Regions from separate parts of the Mus musculus genome. Here region 1 is linked to region 2. The links are chromatin contacts, called in public promoter capture Hi-C maps. All regions are on one chromosome and are shown on one strand. The core of a region is the stretch at or near the end of the contact, and the rest is flanking DNA. Distances in the headings are between cores, read along the strand shown. Region 1 overlaps Elfn2 (leucine rich repeat and fibronectin type III, extracellular 2). Region 2 overlaps Cyth4 (cytohesin 4).

The links. Promoter capture Hi-C pulls out the DNA fragments that hold promoters and counts their contacts.
Region 1: a contact with region 2 is called in a promoter capture Hi-C map of the 3T3-L1 cell line, with 2.4 times the contacts expected there. The contact joins two enhancer-like sites. A contact is called at or near these places in 5 of 39 promoter capture datasets (the 3T3-L1 cell line, embryonic stem cells, liver and 1 more), 3 of 484 Hi-C or Micro-C datasets (CD4 T cells, embryonic fibroblasts and embryonic stem cells), 3 of 115 datasets of contacts at active chromatin or transcription factors (the 230-238 cell line and large pre-B cells) and 3 of 9 other capture datasets (adipose tissue, liver and pancreatic islet).

What each region holds. Positions count from the first base shown.
Region 1 is chr15:78,689,230-78,692,542 of GRCm38.p6, forward strand. All of the region lies in intron 1 of Elfn2 (leucine rich repeat and fibronectin type III, extracellular 2), which reads right to left. It overlaps Gm52188 (a long non-coding RNA gene), which reads left to right. Exons shown (of 3, transcript XR_003951542.1): 1 at 1-767; 2 at 2,042-2,235; 3 at 2,566-3,313. Among named protein-coding and RNA genes, the nearest start is that of Gm52188, 3.8 kb to the left of the region's middle. Within about 2 kb of position 1,617, at least 15 of the 459 cell types and tissues checked have an H3K27ac peak or open chromatin away from gene starts, as enhancers often do.
Region 2 is chr15:78,604,387-78,607,761 of GRCm38.p6, forward strand. It overlaps Cyth4 (cytohesin 4), which reads left to right. Exons shown (of 13, transcript NM_028195.3): 3 at 250-314; 4 at 1,461-1,527; 5 at 2,571-2,689. Gm52186 (a long non-coding RNA gene) reads right to left here. Exons shown (of 4, transcript XR_003951538.1): 2 at 1,293-2,990; 3 at 1-1,100. Among named protein-coding and RNA genes, the nearest start is that of Gm52186, 3.7 kb to the right of the region's middle. Within about 2 kb of position 1,930, at least 49 of the 459 cell types and tissues checked have an H3K27ac peak or open chromatin away from gene starts, as enhancers often do.

The sequences.
Region 1 (3,313 bases), core at 367-2,866, 85 kb after region 2:
CTCCAATGAGATCCTCGGGCAGCTCTAAGCTAAGTGCCACTAACGTCAGCAGGTCTAGCTGCCTCCCTACCCAACTGAGATGCAGGCCTGAAGCTTTGCTCTCACCCTCTGGTTGTATCACTGTGGGCTCCTTACCAAGCCCATGGGTGCCTCTGCTCCATCATTTTCCTCATGCCCGACTTTTGCCTCTCCCTCATCCCCTATCTCCCATCCCCCATCCTCCACCCCCCATCCCCCATCCCTCATTCCTCATCTACATTCTATCATAACACCTGCCCAGGTCTCACACCTGCTGCCTCTCTGCCCAAACCAGCAGCAGCTCTTATGCAGCCAACAAGCAGGACTTCCAGCATCCTTGCCTCCTCCCATCCCTCTGCTTGGCTGCCCAAGGGTCACGCATCGGGGCCTCCTCCTCAGAGCCAGTCAGGAGCTGCCTTGGGGTCCCAGGTTGAAGCTGGGAGATGTCTTGAAGGTCACAGTCTCTCCCCCCCCCCTGGACCTGGCTGTCCCTCCGCTTCCCAGGATGACTCTGCCCACCTTGTCTGAGTGTAGGTTCCTCCCAGGCCTGTGGCGTCATGGTCACACGGCAAGCAGCCCCAGCCCACAACCCCCGTGACAGACAACTGTGTACCTGATACCCCATAAAGAAGCTTCCTATGGAGTCCCCATGGCCAACACTGGGCCACACACCACCAACAGGGCCCCGGCTTAACCAGACCACTTCTCAGATGAAATCAACACCCAGAAAGACAGACCAGCTTGGCCAGGTCAGTGTGGCTGGGATGTAAGCCCTGCCCTATAAGAATCTGGTTATGATAAGACGCAAATCAGGCCCTGACAACACACATTGGGTGATTCAGTCACTCACAGTCTGAGGGGTGGGCCTGCTTGTCCTACCCATTGGAGGGATGAAGAAATAGGCCCAGAGCAGTGAAGCCACTTGCCCAAAGACACACAGCTAAGAACCCAAAAGCATGAGATTGCCCAAGCTGAACCTCTCAAGCTGCTCTGCCCACCAGCTCTGCTCAGATTGCTCAGGGGGGTGGGGGAGAGGACACAAGCACACCAACAGCAGCAGACACCTGAGTGAGGCCTTTCCTCAGCAGACAGCAGCATCCTTACAGCCTCCTGTAAGTGCGGGACAAGCCCGTCCAGCATCTCACCCCACCCCCAGAAACCTGTGTTCTGCCAAGCAGACTGTCCACCTAACAGCACCCGCCAAGCTCTGGAGCTGCCCGGATTCAGACAAATGGAAGCAGGGATAAGAGGACAGGAGCTTGGGATGGGACACACGTGGAACCCAGGCGAATCACAAACCTCACAAATGCACTCCAGCTTTGGAGTCTAAAGATACCTTCCTGAAAGTTATTTTGTACAATACTCAGCTCCTAATATCTCTCCTAAAAAGTCACTGGGCTTGCAAAAAGCAAGGTGGCCCTCCCAGCTTTCTGGGTGCATCTGTGTTGTATGTTCCGTGAGAACACTGCAGAGATGGGGGGGTGGTGGATAGGGAAGCATGGTCGCAGTTCCCTGGCCCCCCTACAAGGTAAGTATACAGTAGGTGATCAGTAAACGCAGCCAATGCCAACTGTCAGTGTCCATGTCCCCAAGACCATGATCAGGCAGCAGGTGCCAGCTGTGGCCTTCTACCTCAATGGGAGTCAGAGCCAGCAGTGACCACAGCCCTGAGGAAGGGAAACTGAAACCAGAGGAGGCAATGGCCTGGAACAAGGCCTCAGTGCACCCCAGTCCCATCTACAGTCCCTCTATCCATAAACATCCTCTAACTGCTGCAGGTTTCTCAGCCCCCTCCTCTCTGCAGTCTGACACTTGCTAGTCCCCTAGGTTGGTGGCTTTCAACCTTCTCAATGCTGTGACCCTTTGACACAGTTTCTCATGGTGTGGCCACCCCCCCACCACCACCATGAAATTATTTTCATTGCTACTTCATAGCTGTAATTTTGCTACTGTTAGGAACTATAATGTAAATACTGGATATGCAGGGTATCCGATATGCTGACCTATTTGATGCCCCCACCAGGTGTCAAGACCCATGGGCTGAGAACCATCATGCCAGGTGCTAGCACCTCCGCATCTACTTGCTAGCTCCCACTATAGGCCAGCCAAGTGTTCTGGAGGCTCAGCTGCCTCTGCTCATCAAGTGCCCCCATGGGTCAGGGCCACTGTCACCTGCCTATGGCTCAGCTTTACCTACAGCTCTGCCTCTCCTGCCAGGTGATAAGACCCACCTCATACCTCGCCCCTCAGGTCAGTCCCTTCCCTCTCCACCTTCAGCCTCCCAGCACTGCCTCCAGGCAGAGCTTTCCCCAAAAGCCACTCGGCTTGGAGGCTGCCCCACACTGCTCAAAATCTTTTGATGTTTCTGCATCCCTGGGGAGGGGACCCTAGCCCTTCAAGTCATAAGAAGCATCTGTGATAAGAGCCTGTAACTTCCTCCCACCTGTGCTGTGAACTTCTCCAGTGCTATTAGCCCAGTCACCTCCTCCAGGAAGTCCTTCCTAATCCCAGGTTTCTCTACTCCATTGTCCTGTATTTGGCTCGCAGTTTTCCCTCTAGAAGGCCAGGGCAGCATGGATCCCAGTGTGAAGCCAACACAGAGAAGGAACAAAGCAGGAGGCATAGGACCATGTGACCTTCCTGCAGGTCGCCACCATCAGTCCACCCCTGACACCCAGCAGGCTCCAGGTGGTTACTATCACAACTGTAGGGACTTGACCAATATGCTGATCACACGCCATCCCATCTTGAACCTGCCCAGGACAGTCAGGCCAGGCAAGTGCCAAGGTAGAAGAAAGGATACAGACAGAGCTTCTGAGATGAGCCTAGTCCGCATGTGCAGCCGACACAGCTGGCCTCTTATCCAGATACGTGGGGCCCACTTAAACATGGGCAAACAGTCTCTGAAGGCCAGCGGCCGGCCTGGAGCTGACCCTTGCCTGCACCTGCATCTGCTTCGGAGAGAGACGAAGGAGCATCGGAGCACAAGAGAGAAGAACATCCAAAGACAGCAGCCAACTCAACCTGGGAGCCTTGGGAGCCTTGGGAGCCCAGGAAGTGCAGCAGGCAGGCACCCGCAACCTGGACCCACATCCTTGCCCTAAAGCCTCCAGCTGTGTGACCTTGGGCAGCCTGTGCAGCTTCTCGGAGCCAACTTCCTCATGGGTCTCCAGGGATACAATGTTAGATGAAATCAGAGCAGCGAGGGCCGCGGAGCACCTTGTGAATCAGGCCCTTTCAGGGTCCCCTTCACAAAAGCCTGCTCAGAGCCCTGCCGCCCTAACTAGGGCACTAG
Region 2 (3,375 bases), core at 680-3,179:
GGGACAGCGTGCAGGAGACTTCCTGATCACGTGGGCAGAAAAAGCAAGCTGGAACTAGGGTTGGGTGTGTGCACAGGGACTCCCACCCCTGAGACGAGGGCTGGTACATGCACAAGAGCCAAACAGAGGTACTGAGATCCCACTTTGAAGATAAAAAGGCCCAGAAAGGGGGTGGGGCCAAGAAGGCTGAGGGAGGACCCCTTAAGCAGAGTGGGGCCTCCAGGCTGACCCTTGTATGTGTGTCCACAGAAACTGAAGGATGAGATTGCAGATGTGTTTGCCCAAATCGACTGCTTTGAAAGCACCGAGGAGAGGTGAGGGACCTGGCCCGTGGGAAGACGATTCCTGGGCACTCCCTGTGTGCCATGGATGGTGGTGGGACCCAAGGAGATGCCTACAGCCCCATACGCACTGTCTGGACCACTCCCCATTGATTCTCAAACAACCCCAAGCTCTCACCTCTCCCCCCACAGCACTGCCTGCACATTACCGGTCAGAGGCTGCTAGAAGTGGATGGGCAAAAAACCCTGACCCTGACCCTGACCCTGGACAAGGGTGAGAGAGCTCTGGTATCTGGGCCTGGAGTAGGTCTGCAGGCCCACATCATTCCTCACACAAGAAAGTTCCTGCTGGCTCTTTGCTCTCAGGTTGGGCCGTCTTTCTGAGCCTCAGTATCCCCATTTGTGTAAGGAGAAGGTTGGGTTCCCACACAATCTCCTAGACCCAACCCTCTTGACATTGTCCTTGTAAAACCACAAATGACATTTGAGCTACAAATTGAAAAAAAAAGAATAAATCTTTTAACATTCTAAGTAAGTTATGTATTTGGTTGGCATTCATAGCTCTCCTGGGCAGATGCAGCCACTTGTAGCCAGCAGGCTGGACATGCCTGCTAGGACCCTAGGGCACTGAACTATTGAACTACACCTGGTTTGCCGGGAGCCCACCCAGCCTCCAAAGTCCCTGCTTCTCAAGCGACTCGTGTACATGCACATTCATGAATACACATGAACACACACACACACACACACACACACACACACACACACATGCCCTGCATGAGGGCAGCAGGTGGTTCTTGCAGAGAAGGAAACTGAGACCTGGGGGAGGGAAGAGAAATGAAAGAATCACTCTCGTGGCTTGGCTCAAGAGTATATATAGCAAGACTCATATTCAGGAACAGCCTCTGGGGCCCATGTTCTCACTGGTCCCACCATGCCCCTGTCTCCTCCCCAGGGTGCTCTGCTGGGCTCCCTGGAGGCCCAGAGTTCAGTGCTCAGCTTACAGCTTACCCTGCCCCTTGACACCTCTCAGCCTGTTCTTGCTCTCTCATGTGGTCCAGGGGCGGGGCTACACATGGAGTTCCAAGGGCATGCTGGCTCTCCTGAGGAAGGCCCCCTCGGGGCTTATGGGGGATGGTGGCATCCAGAGCCACCGTGTTGATGTGCCTCTGTTCACAGCCGGATGGCGCAGAAAGAGAAGGAGATGTGCATCGGGAGAAAGAAATTCAACATGGACCCTAATAAGGTACAAATCCAGGGGAGGGGACATAGACCCCCACCAAAGTGTGCATCTTGGTGACCACAGGAGGAGGACATGGGTCTCACCAAGGTGCCCAGAGGAGCTGTCTTCTGGGCACCTTTGTGGCTGACCCTGCAAACCACCCAACAGGGACAAGCCTTTGGTTCCCTGGCCTCTGTTCATTCCCTAACACCACAGCCCAAAGACTGGAAGGCTGTGAAGTCCCTGCCTGGGACCAATCCCCTTGCTTCTCTGGCTCCATGCCCTACTTTGGAATGGGCTTCATTGCCCATGGCTTCGGAGCCAGCCAGCAGCCCTTCCTTCTGCCAGGTGGCCATGGGTTTCCTCTCCACCAGGGACAGCCACAGGAGGAAGCCACACACCACACTAGGGCAAGAGTCCAAGCAGCCACAGAGAATGCCAAGCCCTGGCTGAGACTGCTTCGGCTGTGTATTCGCCTTTCACAGGCCCGAGCCCTAGACCACACTGCTCCACTTACCTGTCCTCTTACAAACAAGCACATACGTCGCCAGCTCTGGCCACAGGGTGCCCAGCGAAGCTGGCGTCAAAGTGCCAGAAGGTGGGGTACACCCTCCCACCCACTAGAGAAGAGCAGTGAAAGTCATTGCCATGGAAGCTGGCTACCTCCCAGGTGGGGTTCATGCAGTCACCTCCCTTTTTGTTTCAGCTGGTCTGTGTGACTTTTACACAATGAACGTAGATTGCTACTGCGGTGAAATGAAACTATTTAGAATAATAAGAGTGGGGCGCTAATAAAATGAGAGGCTGACTCACTGAGGCTTAGAACTGTGACTTTCAGCAACCACGGGAGGCTGCAGTCTAAGTGTGCCAGGCTGGAGGGACCCCGGGAAGCACTGCTTCACTTAGCTCCCTGAGCATGCCTCCAGAGATGGGGAGCTTACCACCTCCCAAAGGCGGCTCGAGAACACCATGTAGGGAACCCAAACACCAGGTCCCCCTCCTTATCCCCTCCTCCACCAGGTGCCTATGCTAGGGGGGGTTGCTCATGAATGCTGTGTCATCTCTAGGGCATCCAGTATCTCATTGAGCACAAGCTGCTGACCTCTGATGTCCAGGACATCGCCCAGTTCCTGTACAAGGGTGACGGTCTCAACAAGACAGCCATTGGCACCTACTTGGGGGAAAAGTAAGAGGATCCCCAGACAGGGAGCAGGAAGTGAGGGCGTAGGGGTGAACATACCACTCAGGATGAACAGTGCTTGGGAAGCCATCATGCTTAGGACTTGGGGTGAGCACTGGTTCCCAGGCTCTGGAATATTCATTCATTCACTCATGCATGCATGCATGCATTCACTCATTCATGCATGCATTCATTCATACATGCACGCATGCATGTTGTTTGTGCCTGGTGTGCTCTGAGCTCTCTTCCAAATGCTGTCCATATAAGACAAGATGGCCAAACCCCTGTCTTCAGGGACAGGTGCTTTCTGCATGGGAGAGAAACAGAAATGAGCTCGGCTGGGTGCACAGAAGGCGAACAGGAGGGCTCTGAACTGGGGCTCTGGTTTCTGTTGGCGAGGAAGTGGGGGGCCGTGCACACAGGAGGATTCCAGGCTGTGAGAACAGTCAACACCCAGGCCTTCAGGCAGGAACAGCTCAACCCAGCAGCAGCTCGAAGAGAAAGAAGGATGGAGAGGGGGGAAGGACGAAAGGGTGTGAGGCAGGGGGATCCACAGAGGCTCTAGACAGGAGTGTCTGGAACCAGCTTCTGGCTGGTAGAGGGATGGGCCACAGTGTAGGAGGCTGTGAGTCACCAGCCTTCCTCAAACACTGCTGAGTGACAGACTCCTGACCTGAGAGCTGGGGAGAGGG